Regions from separate parts of the Mus musculus genome. Here region 1 is linked to region 2. A link is a contact called in public Hi-C data. All regions are on one chromosome and are shown on one strand. Each heading gives the region's core, a stretch centred on a gene start, on an enhancer-like site or on the middle of the called end of the contact. The rest is flanking DNA. Distances are from core to core; before and after follow the strand shown.

Region 1 (4,665 bases), core at 1,095-3,594, 610 kb after region 2:
AGGAAGTTCAGCTTGGAGGACCATGCAGGCAGGCACTCAATCTGACAGGCCTATCTGTGGAGAGTCCAGCCTAGCCATAAGGCACAGAAGCTGTCATAAGGCCTTCAGGAACTTCCGGCCATTGGTCACTTGTGAGTCCTTCTAGTACAGACCACAGACATGATGAGACAAGATATTCCCACTGACCCTGTCTGAACCTGAAGACATCACCTGTGCTTGATGCCATCTGTTTTGCTGTAACAAGAACAGTACTTTTTTTTTCTTTCCTTAGAATCCACGCACCGAAACTCTAACTCGCACTATGTCAGACTATGACTTGATTTGGTAGTGAGGTCACTGTTGATGTAGTTAGCCTGAAGCAGGGTGGATCCTTGATCTGTTATTGTCAATAACCTTATAAAAAGCAGGGTGGAGGAAGACAGAAGGGAAGTTAGAAGTCAGGGCAGGCACCTGGAGGCAGGAGCTGATGCAGAGACCATGGAGGGGTGCTGCTTACTGGCTTGCTCCTCCTGGTTTGCTCAGCCTGCTTCCTTATAGAACCCAGGACCACCAGCCCAGGTATGGCCCCACCCACAGTGGTGTGGGCTCTCCTACAATGAACGATAAATTAAGGAAATACCACATGGGTCAATTTTAGGGAGCATTTTCTCAATTAAGATTCCCTCCTCCTAAAATACTGTGGCTGTGCCAAGCTGACATAAAACTCCCCAGCACAGCAATCGAGTGGGATGGTCACTTTTCACATCTAAAGGAGGAAGGGCTTTCTTTTCTCACAGTTTCAGTGGGTTCAGTCATGCTTGCTTCACCCCATGTGGTTGGACCAACATCATGGTGGTTGGAGCATGAGGTAGAGAGAAGTGTCTCACAGCATGGCTGATTGGCAGGCAGAGGCAGAGGAAACAATGGCAGTCCATGGCTTTTTCCTTTTTCCCCCTTTTGTTTTGTGTAGCCCTCAGCCATTCACTCAGGGTGCATCACAGTTCCTCACTGAATCTTCTATGGACATACTTTCACAGACACGCCCAGACGCCACACCAAATTCTTCACTGATTCTAAGTCTGATCCCAAGATGAATGGGTACAGAAGGAAATGAGCTCTGTGGTGGATTCACCCAGCAAACATTTATTTAACACATGCAAAGTTCATACGGCAGCAGGCAAGGCTCAGAGAGGACTGGAAATGCCCCGCATGCCCCAAATGATCATCTTCGAGAAGCAGCACGTGGCGGCTCAGAACTAGCCCTGCAGGCTCTTGAGGTGAGAAATGGTCCTGGATTTCCGTGGCTTCCACGTGTGTGCAGAAGCCCTGTGGACTACAGGTGGCTCCCTCAGAAACTGGAGAAGACGCTGCTCTAGGCTGCTTTGATCTGGGCCTGGTGCCTCTCATCTTATCTTTGCTCACCAGATGTAGTTTTCAAAATCTTAGGCACTTTATATTCAGCTTCAGCTGGGCCATTTTCTCTGGGCTATGAGATTAATCTGCCCTGCACAACATCTTCAAGACTGGCCTGTATCTTTGGCAGAACAGAAGCTAGCCACCCTCACTGGAGGATGGCCAGATCTCAGCAGCCACTTCCTGCCAGAAGATCACACCCAACTCTTTGTTTTCAGATGTGCTCACAGATGCAGGCTCTCCCTATCTCTGAAAGAGCCTAATTTTTCTGGGACTACTTCCAGGGTCAGATCTTTGGGGATCACTCTTGACTAACAAATGGCAAAAGTTCCCAGGCAGCCGTATGGCTGTGGTGCATAGCCAAGGCACTGCTATGCACTGCAGTTCATAGCTCAGGCTCTGAGTCTCCGTTTCTTGGGTTTGACTCTGACTAAATCAAATATTAATACTTCAGGTTTTTATGTCCAGTTCTTCACTGAAGCTCGAAAGTAGGAGTGGCCTATGCCACACAGGGATGTTTAGAGAATCAATATCGGTGACCACCATGTCAGTCTTCATTAAGTAACAGCTAGAGATGCTGAACAAAGAGGGAGGTGTTCACAGTAGGTTCTATCTACCTGGAGTCAGTGCAGTTCTCAAGAGGGCAGTGCCATTTAGAAAGACCACTGCTATCTGCCTCAAGTCTACTCTCTGAGGTCTGTGAATGATAAACCGCACTGAATGTCCTGGCTAAAACATAATATATCAAGATGCAGCAGGGACGTGTTGATTACAAGATATCTTTCCTTTTGTCCCCTATAAGTTCAGCACAGGAATAAGGAGGCTGTACTGGTACCAATGTTCCTCATAAGGTCAGCTGCTTTTCTGTCCATCACGGGGAACAGAAAGGACCATGACCCAGCGAATGAAGGAGTAAACATCCCTTCTCTTGTTATGTTTGCCGACCAGTTCTAGCTTCAGGAAGGGGAGAGCCCCAGAGGTGAATGCCTGCCAGTTCGGGGATGAAAACAAAGCTGGATGATTTGGTATCTTTGTGGGAGTGGGCTCTGCACCCTGATCTTGGATTCCTCTGCAGAGCATGCAGTGGGATTCACCCACAGCAGCTTCTCTGTTGGAATCTGAAGATTTAAAGACACCAGAGAGAGGCAGGGAGGCAAAATAGGGAGAATCAGCTGCTTAGATCCTGGCTGCTCTTTCTACTGCTTCCCAGGGACTCTCTCCAAGGGGGAATTGGTGTTGGTATGACTCACACTGGGGGGTGCTGTGGCAAGGTTCCCTGAAGCTCTCCGCCTTACACAACAGGCCTGTGGCTCCCTCTCCCAATTGTAAACACTCACTGAGCACTTTGGATGTACTTGGCAGTGGATGTAAGAGATGAAGGCAGTGTCTCTCCTCTGTGCCAGGGGCCTGAGGGATAATTATGGGTGACAACATACCTGACAGGGTTCTGAAAATCTGAAAGATCTCCACTGCCATTGCTGCAGATTCTGTTAGGCATGCTGGGCTTTCCCAAGGACAGGAAACAAACCATTTCAAAGCGCAGTTCTCAATGAGCCCGTTCCTGTCTATGCCCATCATCAGAACGTAAGGAGCCGGACAAGTGTATCTTCTGTTTACATTCCCCTCAGCTGACCAGGGTTGTATGTGTTTGCTGTGAAAAAATGCAATGATTTGAAGTGTAGACACACTGAGGACTTGTTGCTCCTAGATGGCTAAGAACCATCACCTCGTGTTGTAAGTCACTGCTCTCCGAGCCAAGCAGTGGCCATCTTGGGAGTTCATCTATACTACCCTCTTGCAGAAAGAGTATCCAATCTGGGCTTGCTGGTTGTTTACACCTCCTCATGGAGGGGTGGGAAGGGTCACCAGACCATCACATGAGAGTGCAGCCACTCTCTACCATCTGTGGTATACAAGTCTGCCTTAATGCCTTGTGCTCTTGATGAGGAATGAGAGTATACACACAAGGAAAGACTAGAAGAAGGACTCCCTCTATTTGGCTGCAGGTAAACCCTATCCCTGCTGAGTGAAAGCTTTCCAGGGTGGCCTGTTGTGGGGAGGGGCATCTAGACCCCTCTAAGTAACCAATGCTCAATTAACCTCTGGTTCTCCAGAGTGGACTTTGGCAGAATCCTGCTTTCTGTGTGTTTGGGAACCTCAGTGGGAGGGGTAGAGGTTTTTGTCTGGTTAGGAATTTCAGTAGTACCTCACACAGCTCTCCTTTTCATGAGAGCATGTATATGATCTCTTGACACTTGTCAAGAGTCCAGGCAGTCGGCCTTCACCCTGCTCACCGGGCTGTGAAGTAAAACTCTTGAACAACCTTTCTCATCTGCAACTGTGTGTTTCCTGACTGGCATCTCCCCAACCTCCTTCCTACAGCCATCCCTTCTATTGTATGCTAATTTTTTCAAAATGTGCATACTCATGCATGTGCATATACATGCGTGTGCATGTAGATCAGTGTATGTGTGTGTGTGTGTGTGTGCTCAGACTAATTACTTACCAGATAAGAATATCTTTAAGAAAACAAAGATCTCTTACTTAAGGAATTCTGCAAAGTGCATTTATGCATTATTCCAGCTAATGAAGGTAATTAGATAACAAAAGGTTACGGAGGGAGAAGCTATTAAATCAACTTTTTAGATTAAGGGTCTACAGGAGGACTCTTCCCCAAGGACCACACTAAGGCATGAGGAGAACTGCAATTGAAAGATGTATTTGCATGAATTTGCATCTGATTTGTATGCCATTAACATATTGTGGCTTGGCTCTGAAGTCCTGGGCAACTTCAAGTTTTAAATGTCCCTTAAAGTTCCCCATGTTGGCATTTCCAAGCAGGATCCTATAGTCTGGGTACCTGGTCCCTGAGGGATCATATGTGAATTGTCGTTGATTCCAAGCCAGCGAGCAAGCGTATATCAACAGCAAGCATCACCCAGAAACCTTTGCAAGTCTTTTTTTAAAAGATTTATTTATTTATTTATTTATTTATTTATTTATTTATTTATTTATTTATTTATTATATGTAAGTACACTGTAGCTGTCTTCAGACACTCCAGAAGATTTGAACTCCAGACCTTCGGAAGAGCAGTCGGGTGCTCTTACCCACTGAGCCATCTCACCAGCCCACCTTTGCAAGCCTTAATGAGAGGCATGGAAGGGGACCAGAGCTTAACGAGCTGGCTGTGCAAGCACAAGGACCTGAGGTCAGACCCCTAGAACTTACTTAAAGCAGAATACAGTAGGGTAACCCCAGTTCTACTTCAGGGA
Region 2 (4,255 bases), core at 924-3,423:
CTGTGGTGGGAGGCTTGGTCCTCACAGGACAGATGAGCAGGAGGGTAAGGGATGAGGCAGAGCCTACCAGGCCCTTCACTAGGAACTAGGAACATCATCTGATGAAGGCAGAGACCAACCTCACATAACCCAGACATGTCTTTGAGACTCCATATTCTCAACACGTCATTGAGAGTCAAGTTGCTAACACAGAGACTTCAGGTAGCAGGACCCACTGGCATCATCTTCACAATGAAAACTGAACCAACTAAAGGAAGTTTCTGTGCTGCCAAAGGCTCTCTCAGAGAAGTCCAGTGTCATCGCAGCCATGAAGGCAATGCCTGTGTCAACAGGACCAGGCTTCTGGCAGTGGTGAGGCACTCTGTCAGGGTGATTGATGGGGGTGGGAGGCAGGAAGTGGACACGTTTAAAAGCCAGGAAGGTGGGGGAGGAAGCTTTGAGCAAGAGACAAGATCCAGAAGTATTAAAAGGACAACTGTAAGGGACCCTGCTGCCCTTGCCAGCTCCCACTTTATATGCAATGTATTGATCACAGTTGACCCCCTGCAGAAGCAAGTCCAGCAATGTGGACAACAGGAAGTGTTCAGAAGAGGCAAGCTGGAGACCCATCACCTACCCGACTTCTTTTTGTTTTTTTAATTCATATTTATAAAACCAAAGTGCTATCTGTCAAAGAGATGAATCTTTAGTGAATGTTTTAGTCATTCTGGGGTGGGGGGAGGGTAAAGAAAAGAAATACAAGCATTTGGAATTTTAAACGATTTGAATTACAAAGACTTTAATTTCTTCCTAAATTTGATTTTTGATCCTTGGCTTATGTAAAATGACACTATTTCTTTGAATGAAACTTGTTATTAAAAGTCATTCAACTATTTGAAAGTATATCAAGACATATTATCCTTTTTTTCTTTTTTTTTATTAGATATTTTCTTTATTTACATTTCAAATGTTATCCCCTTTCCTAGTTTCCCCTCTGAAAATCCCCTATACCCTTCCCCCTCCTTCTGCTCCCCATCCCACCACTCCTGCTTCCTGGCCCTGGCATTCCCCTATACTGGGGCATAGAGCCTTCACAGGACCAAGGGCCTCTCCTCTCATTGATGACCGACTAGGCCATCCTCTGCTACATATGCAGCTAGAGCCTTGAGTCCCACCATGTGTTTTCTTTGATTGGTGATTTAGTCCCAGGGAGCTCTGGGGGTACTGGTTAGTTCATATTGTTGTTAATCCTAGAGGGCTGCAAACCCCTTCAGCTCTTTGGATACTTTCTCTAGCTTCTTCATTGGGGACCCTGTGCTCTGTCCAATGGATGGCTGTGAGCATCCACTTCTGTATTTGCCAGGCACTGGTAGAGCCTCTCAGGAGACAGCTATATCAGGCTCCTGTCAGCAAAGCCTTGTTGGCATCTGCAATAGTGTCTGGGCTTGGTGGTTGTCTATGGGATGGATCCCCAGGTGGGGCAGTCTCTGGATCCTACCCGACTTCTTAAAGGCCTTGGGAACTCCTGCAGAGAAGCTTGTGAGCCTAGCTTACTTCAGCATTTCTCCAGCAGGCGTCAGCCTCCTCAATGTTTTCTTAGAAAAAAGCTATCAACATCTCAGACAGTTAAATATTCTGGGTATATTTGTGAACTGTCCACTATCTGAAATTTCATTACATTATCTATCTACTATCTATCTATCTATCATTTATCTATATCTATATCTATCATCTATCTATAGCTACATCTACATCTACATCTATCTATCTATCATCTATCTATCTATCTATCAATCACCTATCATTTATCTACATCTACATCTATCTATCTATCTATCTACCTACCTATCTCTTCTATCTCACACACACACACTCCCACCCACACATGTGCCCACTAAAGCACATCACACTTTGTACATATATCTAGATTAAATGCCGAACAAATTGGCAAATAGGCTGTGCTCCCTTTCTCTCATCTGGCTTGGTGTGTTCTGCAGCCACCTGGAAAGCTTTTAAACACATCAAAGCCCGGGCTCCACTCCAATTTAGTGGGTTTGGGGTCAGACCCAGACATCAGCCACCTTCACAGAGCAGGGGATTTAATTCCAGTGAGCAGAAAGGATTGAGACTCGGTGCTGTCCTTACTGCCGGGCACTCAGGGCTCCGCCTTCTACTGGAGTCAGCTTTAATCTGTTCTCCCCTTCATTTTGTGATATACGGGTCATGCACTGTTTAGTTTTCCTCCAGATAGATTTCACTGAGCAGTAAAAATCAAGGGAGAACAGTTGGTGGAAATTTACTCAAGAAATTAAGTTTGTCATTAATACGAATGATGGGCCATCTGGATAAGCCACAAGGTTCTGCTGCTGAAGAGAGACTTCAAGGAATGCACCACTTTTATTATTAAACCTGCTAGTTTCTTTCATGTATGAAGCATGTGTCTTAAGAGCAGTACCCATACTAATTAGGTGGCTGATCAGTGTTAACTTATCCTCACCCTTCACCCACTTTCCGAGTCTGCTTTGGGAAGTTCCCGGAAGTCTAATAGGCCCCTCACACAACCCCAGTGGGGAGACATGTAAAGGAGAAATGACTATTGTCTTTCTTTGAAGCTGATGTTGATCCTCTAGATTATGAATGCAGATTTATACTTCTAGAAACTTCTAGAAGCATGATTAATGTACTTATTAAGTTTTCCTCTGAGGGGTTGTACACCTGTGCATGCACACGCTCGCACGCAAGCGTGCACACGTGCGCACGCACACACACACACACACACACACACACACACACACACACACGCCTTAGGTTTCTGTATCTGACTGTCCCCTGAGCCACCAAGCTACATCAGGTACAGTCCAAAGGCAAGGTGAATACACATGTAGCGTTTGTAACTCAGCACAGTAACAAATAAATGGCTGACATAGATGTTGGTAAATCTGAAAACCCAACCAGAAACGCTGGCACTCCTGAGTGTTGGAGGCAATAGGGAAGATCATGTTTAGAACAAAATTAATATAAACAAAATGCATAGGCTTTGTTCATAAAACAAAACGGGGAAAGTCTCTAGCTTCCCCAAGAAAGATCTCTCTGTATTCTTCTTTCCCAACAACCCTAAGTCTTCCTAGGTCTAGTACCATTGTAACCCAGGTAGCAGCTGATCCCCTCTGGATACCCACACCTCCTCTGGAAGCCAGTATCTGCTTCTTTCTAGGGAGCACAGTAGCAGAATTTGCTTCTAGGTGCCAGTCTGTGATCTGAACTCCTTTCCTACTGATCAGCATCAGGAAGAGTCACACAGACAAATTTTAATGTTACTATGACAGATGGAGAATTATATATGGAAATATATCAAATATAGTATTAATCAATATAATTCACTGGAATAGATATAAATGTTCACAAAAATATATTAATCAATATAAGTACATTAAAAATAAAACATAAACATGATATATTGACAGTTGTACAATGAGAACAAAAATTCCTAGTTCTAGATAGGAAACCAGCACTCCAGGACTACTATCCTTTCTGATCATTTCGTCCTTAGGTCTCTGATTTCACAGTGTAAGAGAATTTCTGTAGAATTGAAGATTATCTACTACAATCTTTACAAAAAGAGACAGAAAGTTAAACAGGAACCACTCAGCACTATAGTTTCCTTGTAATCTTGGTGAAGCCTAAAGGACAAGAGAAAATCTCTTTAAATTTGGAATCTCTGCTTCCAACATGGTGTTCCCACCACTACTCCATCAGGACCATTGGAGTTCTCAGAATCTTCTTTATATTCTCTCTCTCTCTCTCTCTCTCTCTCTCTCTCTCTCTCTCTGTGTGTGTGTGTGTGTGTGTGTGTGCGCGCGCGCGCGCGCGTGCGTGCGTATTGTGTAGACATTTATGGATATGTACATTACCACAGTACGTTGCTAGGCAAATGCGCAAGAGTCAGTTCTCTTCTACCATGTTGTTCTGGGAATTGAACTCAGGTCACCAGACTTGGCAGCAGGTGCCTTAGCCAGTGTCTTCATTTCTCAGGCCCCTCCCTTTTTTGCATTTGACAGACAGCTCTCTAGAACATCTCTCCTCTACTCCTCAAAAACTGTATTTCATAGGATATGTGGAAAGCTGGGAGTTTCTGAGATTTAAAGCACCAAGCTTCTTAGATAAGCACACATTTGGTGTGATCGATTCTCTTGCATAAGAACGGTCAGACCAGATGACTGTGCAGACGGCTGAAGATGCAACTGAAGCAGAGATTGGTGATCTAAATGGGACCTGT

Evidence for each region. Hi-C and Micro-C count contacts between places; a contact is called where the count stands out from the background.
Region 1: a Hi-C map of the N1E-115 cell line shows a contact between it and region 2, with 3 times the contacts expected there. The contact joins two enhancer-like sites. A contact is called at or near these places in 1 of 15 datasets of contacts at CTCF or cohesin (the NIH/3T3 cell line), 1 of 484 Hi-C or Micro-C datasets (the N1E-115 cell line) and 2 of 115 datasets of contacts at active chromatin or transcription factors (the NIH/3T3 cell line and oligodendrocyte precursor cells).

Annotation. Positions count from the first base shown.
Region 1 is chr8:11,082,742-11,087,406 of GRCm38.p6, forward strand. No RefSeq gene overlaps it. Among named protein-coding and RNA genes, the nearest start is that of Irs2, 76 kb to the left of the region's middle. Within about 2 kb of position 2,345, at least 39 of the 459 cell types and tissues checked have an H3K27ac peak or open chromatin away from gene starts, as enhancers often do. A contact at or near this core is called in the N1E-115 cell line, where this site is marked.
Region 2 is chr8:10,468,333-10,472,587 of GRCm38.p6, forward strand. All of the region lies in intron 21 of Myo16 (myosin XVI), which reads left to right. Among named protein-coding and RNA genes, the nearest start is that of Gm51561, 40 kb to the left of the region's middle. Within about 2 kb of position 2,174, at least 4 of the 459 cell types and tissues checked have an H3K27ac peak or open chromatin away from gene starts, as enhancers often do. A contact at or near this core is called in the N1E-115 cell line, where this site is marked.